Linked DNA regions of Lactuca sativa: region 1 is linked to region 2. A link is a contact called in public Hi-C data. All regions are on one chromosome and are shown on one strand. Each heading gives the region's core, a stretch centred on a gene start, on an enhancer-like site or on the middle of the called end of the contact. The rest is flanking DNA. Distances are from core to core; before and after follow the strand shown. Region 1 holds the start of LOC111914005 (zinc finger BED domain-containing protein RICESLEEPER 1). Region 2 holds the start of LOC111914014 (alpha,alpha-trehalose-phosphate synthase [UDP-forming] 1).

Region 1 (6,146 bases), core at 3,530-6,029, 180 kb before region 2:
TAATATGTGTTTTTGCTTTCAGCCTAATGAAACCTGTGGATATCAACCCAAATGAAGAATGGGTAAATGTAAGAAAGATTCTGTTAGGATATTTACTTCAGTATAATGTTGCAATATCCAAATTGATTTTCATTAATTACTTTTACATTTCAGTATTCATATATCTTAACTTCCTTCACATGCTTCTCTGCAGATGGCTATGGCTGGCATATCTCCACAAATATGTATCCTATTAACTTGAATTATCTGGTCATATGGTAATTATACATATTAATGTATTATGTATGTGATCCATATATACATCTTTATCTTTCCTTGACACAAATAAAGTAATGAAGAGTGCATATAGAAGTGTCATGTTCTATATTGGGCAAAAGGAACTCGAAATGCAATTCAAAATGAACAGGATAGTAGCTCAATGCAAACAAAAATGCGAGACAATGCAAGAAAAATTCACAGAAAAAATGGAACAGTTGCACACTGCATATCAGAAAATGGGCAAAAGGTGTCAAATGATGGAACAAGAAATTCAAAACTTATCCAAAGATAAACAAGAACTCCAAGAAAAATTTTCTGAGAAATCCAGGTCAGCAGCCACTTGTCCATTTGTCCCCGGAATTTACAAACAGTAAAATTAAAAGTTTCACTTTCATCAATGTTTTTACTTTTTTACTGATAAGGCAAAAGCGAAAACTGGATGAGATGTATGACCAATTGAGAAGTGAGTATGAGTCGGTCAAACGGTCAGCCATTCAACCTGCAAACAACTTTTTCTCAAGGGGTGGTGGTGATTCTGATCTGTTTTCCAGTCCTGCTAACATGATGGATAACAGAGATCCCATGAGGAAAGGTAATCTCATTTTGTTTATCAAAAGTTATTTCAATAATATTATCCTGAAATAAAAAAAAAAAAAAAAAACCAACTACATTGAAATTTGGGGTTACAAGATCTATATAGAAAGGTTCATTTACTTGGTATTGCCCAAGAAATGCTAGTTCACTTATTTGCTGCAGATTGGTCGGTTTACACCCCTGACACTCCAGGACCTCGGGAAGATATATGGCCAGCAACCACAAGACAAAACAGTTCTAACTCTGGTGGGCCCTTCGACATCTCTAATAGCCCACCTGTGAAACATTCAGTAAATCCAGTTGAAAACAGAAGAAGTATTGGTCGCCAGATGTTTGGTGGCGGCGGTGGTGGTGGTGGCGGCGGCGGTGGTGGTGTTGGTGGAGCGGGAAATCCTTCGATGACATTGAGAAATCTGATATTATCTCCAATGAAAAGGCCTCAACTCTCTCGTACCCGACCTCAGTTGTTCACGTAAGTAACGTATTTTTAGGTTTTAATTTAATCGATGATTTTAGTTTTTCTTAATATATGCCATTTGGTTTTAACTTTTAAGTTTTAACTCTGTTGTTATCTTGGCTTATTTTTATCGTTTACAGGTTATAGATACCACTTAAAGAGAGAAGATCAACCGACTATATGCAATTGGGTATAAAATAAATCTACTGTAAGTCATCTTTTTGAATATTCATTCAGACATATTTTTACTTGGTGAAAGGTCCACTTAAAAGTAGGGAATTAAACGTATGTAGACACTCAAGAACTTGTTACTCCTTTAGTTACTAGAATATGATGCAAAAATAGGTAGCTACTACGGAAATGGGATTGTTTCTACTGTTATTAGAAAGAACGTTGAAACTGCTATCAACTGCCTTATAGCTGCCATTTTAATGTTTATCCATTTGGATGGAACTGCTTGTGTAAGTAGACATGATTTACAATTTAGTAATTTTGTTTTTATCCAAAAACATAATCAAACATGTAAAAAAAATATTTTTTTAATTTCTAATAGTTATAGATCAGTATCGATGATATATATATTTTAAAGACAAAAATTATGTTACAAAACTAAACTATGAATTTCATTAAACTTTTAAATATTTTAACATATTTTTTTTTACTTGAAAATATGTCAATATCGGCTTTGAATAAAGAATTATTAACTTTGATGTGTTTTTATTTAAATAAAAACCAAGTGTTAAAATTAAATTAAACAAACAAGAATATTCAATAAACTATTAACAGTTCTTATAGTTCTTAATATTTTATGGTTTCTATATGAACTTTTTCTTATATCATTTCTTTTTGCTAATGAAGTTGCATTCACTTGGATTATCCTTAGGAAGATTTTGTGACGTCCACCCAAGAAATTTTCAAAATAATTGTATGCTTTGAAAACTACAATATAAATTAGAATATAGTTTTGTTTTGTTTTTCTTGTTTTTCTTGTTTTTTTTTTCGATAACGCTTCAAACAACATAAATGTCATCAATCGACTAAAGCCTATTTTAGATGACGATTTTCCATACCATGTATGTTGCACATATTATTAATATAACCGTGCAAGCCGGGCTATAAGTTTGCGAAAATTTTGGTACAAAATTTAAAGGTTTACTAAATACGATTTATGCTTTAAGTAACGAACGACAAGCAAAATTTTGTTTTTTTCACTGGTGAAATGAACCTTGATTGGGCCCTAATTACGACAATAATTCTAGGTGAATGTTATATTTGTGGGATGCTGCTAATAAGATACCCCTTAGACACCCTATCATCACTTTTATAAAAAGTCAACCTACAATCAACTACTTGTAATCAATTTTTTTGGAAAATAATGCAATTTCAACAAATAAAAGTATTTCAAAAATTAATTAAGGTTGTCTAAATGGTAAAATGAGATGTCTTTTTAGCCAACCCCATATTTGTGTTATGTTTGAAAGTATTTTATAACAAAAATTTACGATAAATGTTTTTAATGAAATACTTGTGGAAAAACACTGATATGTTTCAACCCTCGAATCGGATATTCGGATTGGGTTCTACTCCATGAATTAACCAATTTCTACAAGTTTTTAAGGAAACAACTTTATTATCATGTGTTTACTACCCTACAATTCTTTTAATTTTATAACACTTTGACGGAGGATGAATACTTTACCAACGAACTTCAACCACAAGTAACAAATTAGGCACCTATATGGCACCAAAATTTTTAACTAACGTTTCGCTCAACAAATTCCACAACCTTGACATCTTGGCTTGGTGGAGAGAATGGAACCATAATTCCTGACACCGTTATGGTTTGTAATTTACTAGCTGTCTAACCTTCCACAATAGCTTTAATTTTTTTTCTCTTCATGACAAGGTCATATCGGAACGAAGGTTACGACTCACCTTTCAATCGTGTATTTGCTTGAAGAATTACTTAAAAGACATTGAAAGGATACAAAATTACGTTCAATTTGAACGACCACTTTTACCACCATCAAAAAGTTCGTCCTAGAATAAAAGATTGCACATGGAATATCAACTCCAATGACCGAAGTAGATGATGGTGAATTTGAAGAGTTACCACATTAAAAATATTCGATTATACGAAGACAACCAATTTCAAGACTATAATTGATAATATTCTCGGTTTCGACATTTATGTTTTTATGTAATTCAAAGTCCAAGCTATGATGTTTTATTATTTTCATTTTAAAATCAAATATAATACAAGTATTATTTGGTTGAGGTAAATTTTGAATAAAAGGTTTTCTTTATAGGTTTAATCGAAACCAATTTTTAAAACACAAGTTAATCCACAACCAAAACTTGACTACTTATCCACTTGAAGCCCAAAAAACCAATCAAAACATGTTAAGTTTTAACTAGAACCGATTAAAAACCAATTAGTTTTTAAAAGATTTGTTTCGGTTTTAACCAACTAATGTGCACCTCTAATCCCAACCACAAGAACTTTTGGAATATGGAAATCATAGTAGGTTTTGTATTGCAATGCTCAAGGTATAAATAGTACAATATATTACAAAAGGGGCTACAACTATATACATGGATGCAGAACAACTATTAATTTTACTTTAACACACCCCCTTAATTTGAGTCGGAGGTTCATGTATACTCAAACCATCTTTAAAAGTCCAAAAATAGATACGGAGGTAGTTTATTTGTAAATATATATGCAAAATTGATGAACTGATAGAAGTCTAAACCCTCTGTCGGATTGTAGGATATATCTTTATGAACGTTCTTTCTTCTTGGGCTTTTGGTTTTGACATGGTCCTTGTCTTCGCCGATCGAATTGCATGCTCAGATTCGACCCTTATTTGTAAGTATGATAACTCGCCTGATTGCAATTGACAAATACAAGCCAATAAATAACAATACATAATATGCATTGGGTTGAACCCTACACGATGAAATTCGATCTCACATTAGCAACTAATATTTGATTCAAAAAACAACCTAATTATCTAGGGTTTTCTCAATATCAAGAAAAATTTGTCATCGGGACACATCTTTGTTAGTTCAAAGACGTCAATATGTCATTTTAGTGTGCGGAGGAATATCAAACAAGATATGCAACAAACTCTTGTAAAAACTTCTAATCTAAATCTCACCCTCAAAACAAATCACTACAAAAAAGATATGTTGAACTTTTTGCCATTTAAATATCATCATGCCATCACATTTCATGATCGTTATTACCAAATTTATTTTTTAATACACCAACCTATTTGTTATATTAATCAAGAAAATATTTCTTGAATTCAATTTTAAAGAAGTGGAATTATGGGGATCTTATTCTAATGACTTTGTATGAGAAATCCTCCACCATAAAAAATAAATAAATAAAAAGAAAAGAAAAATAAAAAACTTGGCACATACTCCGGAATAGGATCCACTATCCAGCAATCACAACCGCAAACCCATTACACCCCATCCCAAAAGATTCGGGAAACCAGAAACCTAACCCACCAAACAAAACCCAAATCACGACCCAATTCGATCTCATCCACCTCCCAAATCGGGGGTTTTCTTCGGGTTCTCAGTCGCATCCAGATCCTCTTTCCAATTCCTTCCAACCCCATGGACAAAACGAACCCTAACCCTACATAATCTTCCCGGATCATCCAATCGGACTCTGGGATACACGAACACCGAGAACATTTAAAACATACAAAAACAAACCCGCTGCAAAAAGGTGCGAATCTCTCTTCTTTATTTCTTCATGGTTAATACACCCGTGTTTACCTTTTTTCTTATTTTTGATAACTGATGTCGAGCTATTGCTTTCATCTTACAAAGAATCTGCAACTTTGGGTGTTTGTTTTTGTGGTCTTGTGTGTATTGATGCGATCATCGAGAATTTCGTTAGTTTAGAAAGTACCAATCCTTCATAGGAGTAGCTACGCTTTTGAATTTCGATTTCGATTCATATGGATTTAGATATTTTCAACAACACATACGATAATTCTTCAAAAATAAGTACTATAAATAGAATAATATATAATAGTATCGTGCCTAACTTTGCAAAAACTGAAATCAGGGTCACTCTTGCGTTTGAGAAGTAGTATACTTGTGTTACAAAATCGAAGTATAGCTGAATCTTAGAGGTGGAAATATCTATTTGAAGGGAGCCGAAGAAATTAAGGGTTTGGAACATGGTGTTATTGATTGTTTCTGCTTTGTAATTCTTTGATACTGCAAGATCCTACAACTAACATTGAATTAAGAACAATTGATGTCATCATATAGGATTATTTTTTTGCATTTTTAGTGTGTTTTTCTCTTGTAATCATGCTTGAAAGTCGAATACTTTCTGTTCATTATCCTACCCACCTTGACTTCAGATGCGAAATGACCTCATGGATCATCAATTTCAGTAAAACGCACATGAAACTTTATAAAAAAATACTAAAAATTGAATAGGGTTACATTCATTTCTGGAAAGCTTAGTTTTGGGTTGTTGGCCATGAATTTCAAGAACAGTTTATAATACATATTGCATCTCAATTTTGATTTTCTTGATTCTTGTGTGTATTTTGAGATTAGAGCACCTTTAGTTTTCACATTTTGTGTCCTTTTCTACTACAATTTTTTCTAATTCTTATATATATATATATATATATATATATATATATATATATATATATATATATATATATATATATATATATATATATATTTTTTTTTTTTTCAATCAAATAGGTTTTCATCAAGTTTATACGATGGAAATACAAGCTGAAACACCTGCCAAGAAACCAAAAAGATTAACATCCGTTGTATGGAA
Region 2 (6,498 bases), core at 3,270-5,769:
TCTCGTATTTCTCGTACTAGTGCTGAAGTTGAGTACCAAAGCATTGTCAACATCATTTTTGAGGCCTGTTGGATTCGTTGGATTCGTAATCTACTTCGTGAACTGAACAGGTTGTCCACTTCTACTAAAATTATTTATTGCGACAATGTTAGTGTTATCTATCTCTAAAACAATGTAGTTCAGTATGAGTAGTAGGAAGCTCATTGAGATTCACAATACATTTTGGGGCAGATTTGAGTACTTAACATTCCATTATCGTCGTTGAGGCTGGCATTTTTACTAAGGGTTACCGTATGTGCTATTTCTTGACTTGAGAAGATGTTAGTATATTATTGTTATTGTGTATATTCATATAATTATGTTAGTAACTAACCCAATCCTCATTATCTTATTCTTATTTGTAGTCTTTTAATAAGATAAAGAATATTCTTTGGAAAATTATAAATTTACAAAAATTACAATATAATTTGATCAGCAGAGCCTTCAAATGGTTAGGCACCAAAAACAGCTTTTGGCAAAAGCTTCTTTCTTTTACTTTTGGGATTCCCTCTACTCTTTGGCTCAGTGTGACGCGGAACACACTTAATCTCCTCCACTCCACCACTAAAACTCTTAAACCCCCTCCCTCACTCCTCCAGTTTCTCGAGCTCCGGTTGTCAATCGAAGTACTGCTGCACTTAACGCCGTGGATTCACACTAAATCAAGGTCAGCTTATTTTTCATGTATTCATTACGAATTCCAGCTGAAATAAACCGATCAACTCTTAATTCACCATCTTCAAAAAAAATTCAGTGAATAACAGTAATTAAGTGCTATAATTCCGATGACAAATTGTTAGGAGTTTCCAGAAATGGATGAAGAAATCATGAAACCTTTCTGAAAATGCAGCGTGTTATGTATGTATGTCTGTGCGTCGTTTAAGTTTTGTTGAAATGCGTTTTGAATTCATACTTCGGATTCTGGATCTTAAAAGTTAAAAGAAAATTCAAACACGATGCAGAATTCTTGAGTTCATGATCATATATATGATCATCAACTTTAAGTGTTCGTTTAGATATACCTGTGTATATATATATTTCTAACTTTCTACTATAACCAGAAAGTTTGTTTGGAGGATGTTTGATTAGTGAATGATTAAGGAAAAAAGGTCTCTTTTATATTAATGCTTTTGGATATTTTACATATGACCTTTTTTTAATATATAGATAAATTAGGTTAAGATCGTATATAACTATCCTACATAATAAATGAAAATAAATGACACTTGTCAATCTCTCATGAGTTTTGACATTTGTTATTTTGTGGTATTTTTAAAATAAATATTATTCACTTGTTAATTTATGGTTTGTTTCAATTTTTTAAAATTAAAATCACACACTTATACATATAATGTATTAAATATGGTATATATGAAATTAAATTGCAATGAAAACGTTTCTTTCTTTTTTTTTTTTTTTAAGTTTTACATTAAAAATTATTAACCGTTTACACTTTAATGTTTAATTTTTTTAAAATAGTTAATCCTTATAATAAATGGGTGTCACACCTAATATCTTTAATATACACACGATTAATCACTAATTCCATATTGCTTTTAGTTCTCCACACAAAAAAAAAATATTAAAAGGAAAATATGACGTACAAAAAACAGTAAATTAAGATATTTTAATTAATAATATTAATTTTGAATATATTTGATTACCATATATATAATACAATTAAAATTATATTTTTTTAAGGGATATGAAATTATGAATATGCATGTGAAAAATTCCGTGCAATGAATTGTAGTATTCTGCAGTTTGTTTGTGGCAGACGACTTATTTGGGAAAGCGTTGTCGTTTTGGAATGCAAAATCCCGAGGACACATATTTTGTTCCTGTCGAATTACCCCAACTTGCCACCATTCTTTGTCTTTTTGATCCTCGCAATATTTTCTAATCATAACGTATAGATATTTTCTCTTCATAAAAAAAAAATCAAATAAAAATAAATGTACCACTGTTTTTGGATACTTTTTATTTATTTATTTATTTCCATATATGTGAAACATAATCACCATAGACCTCCTAAACTTAAAAGCTATGCTTTTTATGTTTCTTGTTGCAAGTTTTGTTTTTCTTCTTATAATAGTAATAATCAAACTTATGCTTCTCTTCTCTTGTATTAATAATGTATATTGTTCTATATTATTTTGGTCATTATCTTTTTCTAATTATAATTTTAAGATTAGCCTCAAGTAAAAACAAAATGTAGAGTTATTCACTAACATTTGGAGCCCAGATAATATTTTATGAACATTTATCACAAAATTATCACTTAAAGAAAAAACTCAGCGAAACATGATATAATATTTTCTGACAAAAACTTAAGCAAAATTTTCTCGAGGTACCATTTTTTCGAGTATGGTATTTCATGGATTTTTTTTCCTTTAAAATCATATTTTCTTGGTTGATTGAAAACCTGAGTTTCATAATTCAATTTGTGTTTTTTATAAGACTGAAAGGGAGTCGTGCAGAGGATGTCGAACTCCACATCAGCCATAGCAAGGAAGAAACGGGGGGGGGGGGGGGGGGGGGGGGGGGGGGGGGGATAGAGGAAGAAGAAGAGAGACTCGTTGTGCCATTGCCGAGAACCGCTCCGGAGATTGGCTTGCCAAGGTCAAGGAGCGGTGTGCGTCAACTCCATGTCACCACTGCAAGTCCACTCCATCAAGCCTAAACTACGGATGAGTGTCGGACGGAACCGGTACCATTCCGGATTCCCCGAATACCGAGATTGATCGAAAGTCAATCTTGAGTACTGTATCGAATTAACGTTACCGGTATCGGGAATGGTACAAGTTTTCGGTACAATATCGAATCCATAATTTTGTGATTTTGGAGTACCGAATATCATCCCATATTTTTTAATTTGGTTTGATTCGGTTCGGTACTGGTACGGGATCGGAATTTGGTACAAACTGCTCATCCCTAGCCTACACTTAAGATAAACCGAAAAGAAGATGATGATGGTCACAATGACGATTCCAACATGTATTTTTTCTATTGGGGCACTTTTTGAATTTTTTTCAAAAAACATAAAAGGTTTTAAAGTAAAATTAAAAATATTGAAATATTTATATGTAAAAAATTTTAGCTATTGGGGGCATGTGTCTCTACTCCTAAAGTCTTTGATTCCGCCACTGGATGGTCATATCCTTTGCTTAAGAAGAAAAAGAAGATTTTAAACTTTCAAAAATTAAAAGGATAATAACATAATAAACACAAGGTATTCATCGTATAGTTATTGTTTTTCATATTGTTACGTATAGTTTACCCTTGAAAAAGATATGGCTCGTCATAATCGTTCACTTAAGGTATCTGGAGTGGCCATTAACCCATGCTTGAGTTTCCTATGTGGCACACTAACTCAACGGTGAACACCTCCCCGTGGACCAGTGGTTTGGCTATAGAGTGGCTTGTAGTGGTTGTGAAGACAGAGGAAGACATACATTTGATTGGTTCTTTCATTTTTTCCTCACATATTCTCTTTTTTTCTCTCCTTTTTGCCCCTTCACTACCAACCTACCGGTGAACACCATTTCACAACATAGTGAGATGGTTGTAAAATGGTAAAATACCTATTTGACGTTGAGTTGGCTAGTGGTTTGGTTGTGACGAGTGTCCTCACAGCCTAATCACTCCCATTATCAATTCTTTGTGAAGGATGGAGCAGAGCTCAAGATTCTTATCAAGTTATAGAAGAGCTATGTGGGGCACATGTCCAGCTCAAGAAACTATAATGACAACTAAAATGATTATTTTCAGTAAATTATGAGAGCTGCTATAACAATAATCCTACCTTCTAAAAACAATCTCGATTTTGACACGATCGATTTAGGGATAAAATCGGCGTATGATTGTAAGATTGTTTATAAGATCCTAAAATCATGAGCATGATCATAAGATCGCTAGCAATATTTATATATTTTATAAAAATTTAAAGAATATCAATAAAATGATAATTTGCTTTTAACTTTTTATTGATACTTTATTTAATCTATGAAAAAAAATTTAATTGATTTATATTTAAAAATACTAACATAATTGATATTTAGATTTTATGTTTTCCATTGGCATTATATTATTTTAATTAACTATTTAGACTAAATCAAATAATTTTGATGTTTCATTTATTATCTTAAATTATTCATTATCTCAAATTAGATAAGCTAGATTTACAGTTTTAGTTCTAAAATTATCACTCATATGTAGACAAACGGATGGATATTTAGTCATAAGGTGACATAATATTGCAAGTACTTACTCTTTAATGTTGGAAATTTAAACCTATGATTCTCTAAAATTTAAAGATCGAGTTCATTTAGAAATTAGTCATTATGCCAAAGAAAGCTTTTGAGAGTTTTAAGAAAATGTTAGAAAAATCATTTAAGTAATTTTTAGAGCTTTTAACTTTTAGTTTTATATAATTTTACATTTTTAAAAATTAATAAATAATTTTATTAATATAATAATATCGTACAAACAAAGCTTACGGCGACCGCTTACAAACGTTTACTATCACGATCTAAGTTTACAGATCTTATAAAACACACAAAGTTAAAACAAATTAACATCTCGATAGAGGAAGATATCCAAAACTTAATTAGATAAACGTAGTGATGAGCTTCATCTTCATCGTCATCGTCTTGGTTGGTTTCGTATTTTCTCTTCTGCTGCTGCTTCCTCCTTGGATCTTCTCATCTTCAACAATCAACACCGCTTGTTGGTTTCATTTTGTTCTTCATCTCGGCCAACTCGATATGCTTCCTCTAAGGCGTCCATCCAATCAATCTACCGATCTAATTCGTTCAGGGGCGTGATTTTGAACATCTTTCTTGATGCAAACCGTCTATTTTGGGGTAGATTTCTTTCACGCAGCTGTTTGTGCCACATGTACAACATTCAAAGCAATGGGTACACGTATCTGTTTATTCAGTTGCAGGTTTTGGTTATTGTTATCAATATCGATCTTATGTTTCATTTACAAATTATGTTTGGATTGAAAGGTGATTGAAGATAACTGTTGAAGATGAAGAATAAAAGTAAAAGAAATCGAGTAAGAGGATCATAAATACCATCGGCTCCACTTCATTTCGGTTACGTGTTCTTCTACTGACCTAAGCAATGAATGAAATCATTTAATATCAGTATCAAAAAAGTCTATGAGTATTTAATTGAATCAATGAAAACTCATCATCCCAACGAATTTTGCTGATTCACCTCACCTCTTGCATGGCTGTGAGTCATAGACACTCACACACTCTATAAAGCTTACAACACTGTTCATTACTATTCATCTCCCCTCTCTTTTCTCTCATCTGCAACCCAAATTCTTCTGTTTCTTCCCCTCTTTCTCTCCCTCAAATCCACGACATAACCGCTAATTTATTACAAAAACCTTCAATTTCATCGATTGAGTCGGTGTTTGATTCTGACGTTCTTCAATTTTTGGTTTTATGATGATCTAGAACAAATTGGGGTTATGCCTGGGAATAATTACAATGCGAATTCACCAGTCCCATCGAGTCGAATAGATCGGCTGTTGAGACAAAGGCTACGAAAGAACAACAAAGCTTCAAATTCTAACGACGCTAATGGAAACGGCAATGTCAATGGCAATGAAGGTTTGGATCATGAACAGCGATTAAGGGAAGGTGATGACTTTGTGGAACAATATCTTGAAGGAGCCTCCGCTGCACGTGACAGATGGGAAAAACCAGATAGTGGACTTTTTACACAACGACTGTTAGTCGTTGCTAATCGACTACCAGTTTCTGCTGTTCGTAGAGGTGAAGAAAGTTGGTCTCTTGAAGTTAGTGGTGGTGGCCTTGTTAGTGCACTTTTGGGTATGTTACTAGTAAAAAAAGTTTAAATTTCCTTCTTTTTTTCTTCATTAAAACATATTTTATGATGCAATTTGAATGTAAATTTTTTTTTATTTTAAATTATTGAAGGTGTGAAGGAGGTGGAGGCAAAATGGATTGGATGGGCTGGTGTAAATGTCCCAGATGAGCCTGGGCAGAGGGCACTAACTAAAGCATTGGCAGAAAAGGTACTGTATAAAGTAAAAAAGTATAAACTACAAAAGTACAAAACCATTTATACTTTTTTTGTTTATTTTTCAATTAAAAATGACATAAAATGTAATCTTAAATATATTTGATGCAGAGGTGTATACCGGTGTTTCTAGATGAAGAAATTGTACATCAATATTACAACGGGTATTGCAACAACATATTATGGCCACTTTTCCATTACCTCGGACTTCCACAAGAAGACCGTTTGGCCACAACTAGAAGCTTCCAATCCCAATTTGCTGCCTACAAAAAAGCAAATCAAATGTTTGCTGACGTGGTAAACGAGCATTATGAAGAAGGTGATGTGGTTTGGTGCCATGATTACCATCTTATGTTTCTTCCAAAATGTCTCAAAGATCATAACAAAAACATGAAA

Evidence for each region. A called contact is a pair of places that touch in the nucleus more often than the background predicts.
Region 1: a Hi-C map of leaf shows a contact between it and region 2, with 6 times the contacts expected there. The contact joins the promoter of LOC111914005 here to the promoter of LOC111914014 in region 2. A contact is called at or near these places in 4 of 4 Hi-C or Micro-C datasets (bud, leaf and seed).

Annotation. Positions count from the first base shown.
Region 1 is chr7:183,716,721-183,722,866 of Lsat_Salinas_v11, reverse strand. LOC111914005 (zinc finger BED domain-containing protein RICESLEEPER 1) reads left to right here and starts at 4,779. Exons shown (of 5, transcript XM_023909755.3): 1 at 4,779-5,057; 2 at 5,403-5,508; 3 at 6,065-6,146. The coding sequence starts at 6,085. It overlaps LOC111913979 (E3 ubiquitin-protein ligase CCNB1IP1 homolog), which reads left to right. Exons shown (of 10, transcript XM_023909730.2): 5 at 23-68; 6 at 194-224; 7 at 331-586; 8 at 681-850; 9 at 1,045-1,324; 10 at 1,450-1,795. The coding sequence ends at 1,456.
Region 2 is chr7:183,533,708-183,540,205 of Lsat_Salinas_v11, reverse strand. It overlaps LOC111914014 (alpha,alpha-trehalose-phosphate synthase [UDP-forming] 1), which reads left to right and starts at 4,519. Exons shown (of 19, transcript XM_023909770.3): 1 at 4,519-4,959; 2 at 5,052-5,141; 3 at 5,514-5,891; 4 at 6,000-6,097; 5 at 6,214-6,498. The coding sequence starts at 5,528.